Linked DNA regions of Drosophila melanogaster: region 2 is linked to region 1. A link is a contact called in public Hi-C data. All regions are on one chromosome and are shown on one strand. The core of a region is the stretch at or near the end of the contact, and the rest is flanking DNA. Distances in the headings are between cores, read along the strand shown.

Region 1 (2,820 bases), core at 50-2,549:
AATCGAAATTGCAAGCCAAATAGAGGCAGACAAGCGAATGCTGTGGGAATTCCCCCCGTGAATCCGGGCAAAGTACACAAAAGACAATCCAGACGAAATGGAAAATAAAAATATTTATAACGTGAAAATGCCAGGGGAGTGAAAGAGAGATATTGGAGGGGGGAAATGGGTGGAAATTCCACAGTTGATTGCCGGGCGTTGGCGGGAATTTCCTTTATTCGAGCTGCGCGCTTCCTTTTTTTTCGCTCCCCCATTTTTCGACAAATCAAAAACAGACGAATTTGTTTTGGACACGACACTTAAAAAGTTGCTCTGTGCGAAAGAGAGGGCAGCAGGCCAGACACGTGTGTGCGGGGGTTGAAGTCTCCACACACACACACACACACACACATATGAATATATATACTCCAAGTCCCGAGTCTTTGAGTCCTTATTGATTTAAAAATGCAAATCGCATTTGGCCTCAAGATGTTTTCATTTCCGCCGCGTGATTTTGGCAGCCGCCTGCGGCCAACTTTCAGCTTTCCCCTTTCCCATTTTCCCTTTTCCCATTTCCCAGCGCCTTTCTGTCTTCGAGTGCCATTAATGGCAATTAAATTTATAGCCAGCGGATTATGAGGCTGGTAACTGTCACTTGCAGTTCGCCTTCGAAGGGGGCGTGACTGATTGAAGAAGTGTGCGCCATGGGATTATATTGAGTTCATGAATCCTCAGTTATATTGTTCAATGCAGATACATGTATGTATGTATCTGCTGAATGCGAAGGGTTGAGATAATATGCATATGCGGTTTTCAAAGCTTTCATATTTCTCTTTTTAGACATTAAATATAGCCAGCATGACTGAGTAATAACTATTCAAATGCAAATAACTATCTATTTTCGACGGCACTGCTCACGAAAAGTAGATAGTTCCCAGATATTTGGCACCAGACCTGCCAGCTAATAATGCATTCTACACACAGATCAATCCATTAGTTGATAACACTCGGAACGTGACCTGCATTCAAAAAAGTGAAACCAAAAACCGCCCATAAATCGCGTTGGTCGCAATAAACGCTTCGGTTTTCGGGCGCCAGCGATTTTTCGAGTGCGTTTGTAAAAATCGCAATAAACGTTGCAATGAACAACACTCGAAATGATGAATCACCTGGGCATCCTCATCAATGCAGCGTTTGCCAAACCGCAGGGCACGCGACACTGGACAATGGCGTCGAGTCGAAGTCCTGAGCCCAGTCCAACCGGACCACCAATTGCAGGGCAGTGCAATGTGTGCTGATATTTATGGCGCGCACTGTGCAGCAAAGTGAACAACAAGCGGCCGCAAAAAGTGCAGCAAAAGCAAGGATGGAGGCCCTTAAATCATGTTGCATACAACTAGGCGCAGTGCAATGCACCCACACTCAAGCAGCCGGCCACAAGGACTCACCCACACATCCACACACCCACCCACACGCTCTCAACCTGTGTCACTCGAGTGTGAATATCCGCACTCGTTCATCACCCATTCCACATGGGAAAATGGAACCCCAGATCCGGACCCAAACCACTCGTTAGAAAGCCATCGTTAATGGAGCTCCCATCGCCGCCGGCTGGCCAACACTTTGTGTGTGTCCTTTGTCCTGTGTCCCCGTCACAATTCCACACACAGGATACAGATTCCAGGATCCAGAATCCAGAGTCCTGTGTCCAGCTGCCCGGGCCTCGGCCACCGCAAGCTGGACACCCGCTGCGATTTGATTGCGAATTTTTCTGACATTTTTGCACATTTTTGCCGTAGCCACCGAGTTTTCTTTCAGCTTTTTTCATCGCTGGGATTTTTCCTGCCTTTTGTTTTACCATTTTGCTTGCTCTCCATTTTCACACTTTTGACAAACTGCAGTTTCAAGTGTTCAAGCCGAAGATTTATAGCTGAAGTCTAGGCAATGATCATCAAATAATAGTTGAAACTTTCACGAGAATAAGTTTGAACCGAAAATATAAGTCTAAGTTTAACATAGCCAAGTATATTAGCAAAAACAGCTGAGACTGAAAACTTATAATAGACTGCACATAAAAGTGGTTCATTACAAGGAAATTTACAATGCAGGCGGGTTGCCTGATCCACATGAAGTAAACTAAGTAAACTTCATAAATTTAAAGCAACCCATTTAGCTAAAATCAATCATTTAACAATCACCATTATTCAACGCCGTAGCTGGTGGAGAAGATTTCGCAATTTCCATCTCACAGTTACATTTTCACAAATGAAATACTGGATGATCTTTTTCCAGACGCGGACATTATACGATCATTAGGGCGTAAGTGATCGATGAGGCAAATGTTTCTCCGAAAGGGGCGTGACCTGGCCGATGATGAGTTGATGAATTCCTGAGCTGCCAGCAACTGGACACGCTTATTGTGCAATTATGAAATTTTTATGAATCATTTGCCAGCGAAATGCTGCAAAAAGAGCTGCACTAATTTGGCGTGACATTGTCAGTCATCAGCAGCCTCCTCCTCATCATCATCATCATCATCAGCAGCAGCAGCAGCATTTCAGGGGATGACTTCTGGCCGTGATTGAGTTGTGATCGATTACATTGTGACACGACCGAATTGGCCACGCAAATTGTTGGCAGCGCTGTGAAAGCGAAAAGGGCACCTTTGGGCTTACAAAAATTAATTTAATTATTGCATGCCGCCGGGCTGGGAAAAAAAGTGCGCAGCGCAATCAATGAAAACTGGCCGACGTCTCAGGCGACATGAATTTCTTACAGCTCGTTATAATTTCATTATACTGCCACCTCGACCTCGGCTATATATCGGCTGTATATTATAGT
Region 2 (2,726 bases), core at 129-2,628, 310 kb before region 1:
TTAACTGTAGAGTAGTTTTTACGTTATATATTTTACTTTTGCCCTTCGTACAGACTAAGATTAAGTTCGTTGCTAACGTTGCTCTAACAAGTGCCATTCATACTTGTCTAAAATGGCTGTCATCATTAACCTTAATTGAGACTTTTCAAACTGGACGCTCGAGAAAATACTATAATTCAAGTTGAAATAATTTGCATAAGTTTTCAGTTCAGTAAAATAGATTTTTACTACATATGCAACGGTGAATCACTACCTATTCAGCTGTTCTATAAAGCGCAGGAACTTTGCATTCGGTTGCAATTGGGTAAACTCAGATTTTAGTGATGGCTTATAAAGATTGGCGGACCCATATAAAGATAAAGCTACGCGGGAATAAAACTTTCCACCACTGCAGTGCTGAATGTTTTCGACGCATCCTTCAGACGAGGCACTCACCACAAGGTACGACCACTCCCAGTTCTTCTCGTTCTGCACGGTTTGGGCCTGGCTGCTGGTCCTGGCCAGGCTGATGGGGTTGGATCGATTGTACTCGATGGCCGAGTCGAAGTAGGAGTCCATGATGGCGCCAGTTCAGTTCAGTTCAGATTGGATTGGGTGGATGGGAGATCAGATGATCAATGTGGCGGGCTCATTTTCGGTGGCAGCTACTCAGAATCAGAGGCTGGCTGCCTATTTCGCCTATTATCGGATCAAACAATTAGCTAGCGGCTATCAGAGTTTCAGCCGCAAAGTCCCCCAATAGGCATTGAATCAGTCAATTGAGGGGCTTCGCTTATCGGAGCCAACAGAAAGAGGGAGGTGTGCGGAGAAGCTCTCCGGATTTTGGATTTCGGGCTGCGAGCTGTGCGATTCGTATGTTCGTATGCATGTATGTATGTGCGTATATGGTGGCGAAAACAGCAGCTAATTTAGCAATTTGTCTAATGTGCCGTTGATAGTGGTAATAGCTAATGGTCTGTAAATCAAACTCACCCGCACTCGCACTCCAAATCGCAATCGAAATGGGAATGGGAATCGATCAGGCGGAATTCGTCTGCATTATCAGCTGCGGTGGGCGAGAGCGAGTGTAGAGGTAAGGATCAGGGCTATATGGCTGTGTAATTTATTTACGGGCTTTGCACGTACGGCCGGGCACTTGAGGCGACCGATTTCGCACTTCACTTTCGTTGGGTAATAAATACGATAATAATTAATAAAAAATTAACACCACTTAAGCGCGTTGCGCTCCAACAAGCCAATACACGGCGGACAGGTATCACAAATTACTCTTTTGCCGCGATAAGCGCTCGCCCCGATTCGATTCCGTCCGACTTAATTGCCCGCCGGAGCTGCTATCAACACACGCGACCGACTCCAACCAACTGCTGCGACCAACTGAGGGCTCCAACGAGCCCACCACACCTGTCCAATCGTTCGCACTTGGATTCTCGATGGTTGAGTGCTGAAAGTGGAGTGCTTATCAGTGTGAAAAGTGTTTGGCGGCGCTGGCACTTGATTGATGACACAGCCGTAGGGTGCTTGCTTGTCAAGTGAAATTATTAAAAGTCTGCTCTGGATTATTGTAATTTATCAAAACTAGTTAAATAAACCATAATTCTGCTTGCTCTAAGGTTCAAATTCAAATTTAAATTTTTCTGGCGCCTCGTACTGGCTCCCTCTAGCGGTTTACGTTGGAAGCTGGTATATTCAGCCCTATTTGTACGGCAACTCTGCTTTGAGGTAAAATCAATTACTTTAAAATGTATTTCTTGCAAAGTGTATTCAACAACCAACTTTGCAACTTTCGAGAACAAGACAGCAAAAAATCGAACAGGAGAATTTCGGTTGAAATTCGAAGAAAACTGATTTCCCGCCACAGCGAGTGTGACCAGTTGCCGTAATTTGAAGCGGCTTGCGATCTAGCCGTATTTGGTATTTTGGTCAAAAATAGATACGCATTCCAAGCTGTTTATTTTTCAGAAACTTGCAAATATTGCAATCGTTCGACTGATTTGATAATAAGTACGGAAAAGCGGCGGAAAAGCAGCAGCAGCCATGTCGGCCTTCACGGATTCGGCGCTACTCAAGAAGCTGGCCGAGCTAAACAGCAGCCAGCAGAGCATCCAGACGCTCTCCCTGTGGCTAATTCACCACCGAAAACACAGTGCAGCGATTGTAAGGACCTGGCAGCGGGAGCTGGAGAACGGTGGGTATCCCCTGGCAGTTACTGGCCATTCAGTGCAGCACACCTACTAATACACATGCATCCCCAAACAGTGCCGGAGCCTAAGAAGCTGACCTTCATGTACCTGGCCAACGACGTGATCCAGAACAGCAAGAAGAAGGGCCCGGAGTACGGCAAGGAGTACAGCCTTGTGCTGGGCAAGGTGTTCGCCCACATTGGCGAGAAGTGCAACTCGGACAAGTTGCTGGGCAGCCTGGGAAGGATCCTAAACATCTGGCTGGAGCGGGGCGTCTACGATCCCAAGACCATTGCCGACTGGAGGTCGCGATTACACAAGGAGGCTCCTGGCAGCAGCTCCAGCAGCAATGGCAAGACCAATGGCGATAGTGAGAAGCCCGAGAAGGAGAAGGATCACGGCGGCAGCGGCAAGCCCGAGAAATCCGAGCGCCGCGAGAAGCGCAAGCACGAGGATCGCCACTCTAAGTCCAAGCGCTCGCGCCATCACGTCCAAGGCAGCAGCGCGAACTCAGCTCCTCCGACGGAGGAAGTAGTTTCTGTGGAA

The links. A called contact is a pair of places that touch in the nucleus more often than the background predicts.
Region 2: a contact with region 1 is called in a Hi-C map of the Kc167 cell line, with 2.3 times the contacts expected there. A contact is called at or near these places in 13 of 107 Hi-C or Micro-C datasets (the D17-c3 cell line, the Kc167 cell line, the ML-DmBG3-c2 cell line and 3 more) and 1 of 7 datasets of targeted methods (the Kc167 cell line).

The regions. Positions count from the first base shown.
Region 1 is chr3L:1,926,631-1,929,450 of dm6, reverse strand. It overlaps lncRNA:CR45826 (long non-coding RNA:CR45826), which reads left to right and starts at 1,299. Exons shown (of 1, transcript NR_133157.1): 1 at 1,299-1,828. All of the region lies in intron 4 of Dbx, which reads right to left.
Region 2 is chr3L:2,236,260-2,238,985 of dm6, reverse strand. ACXD (Adenylyl cyclase X D) reads right to left here and starts at 1,378. Exons shown (of 12, transcript NM_138984.4): 1 at 973-1,378; 2 at 436-678. The coding sequence starts at 558. It overlaps CG9018, which reads left to right and starts at 1,910. Exons shown (of 4, transcript NM_139444.2): 1 at 1,910-2,185; 2 at 2,257-2,726. The coding sequence starts at 2,035.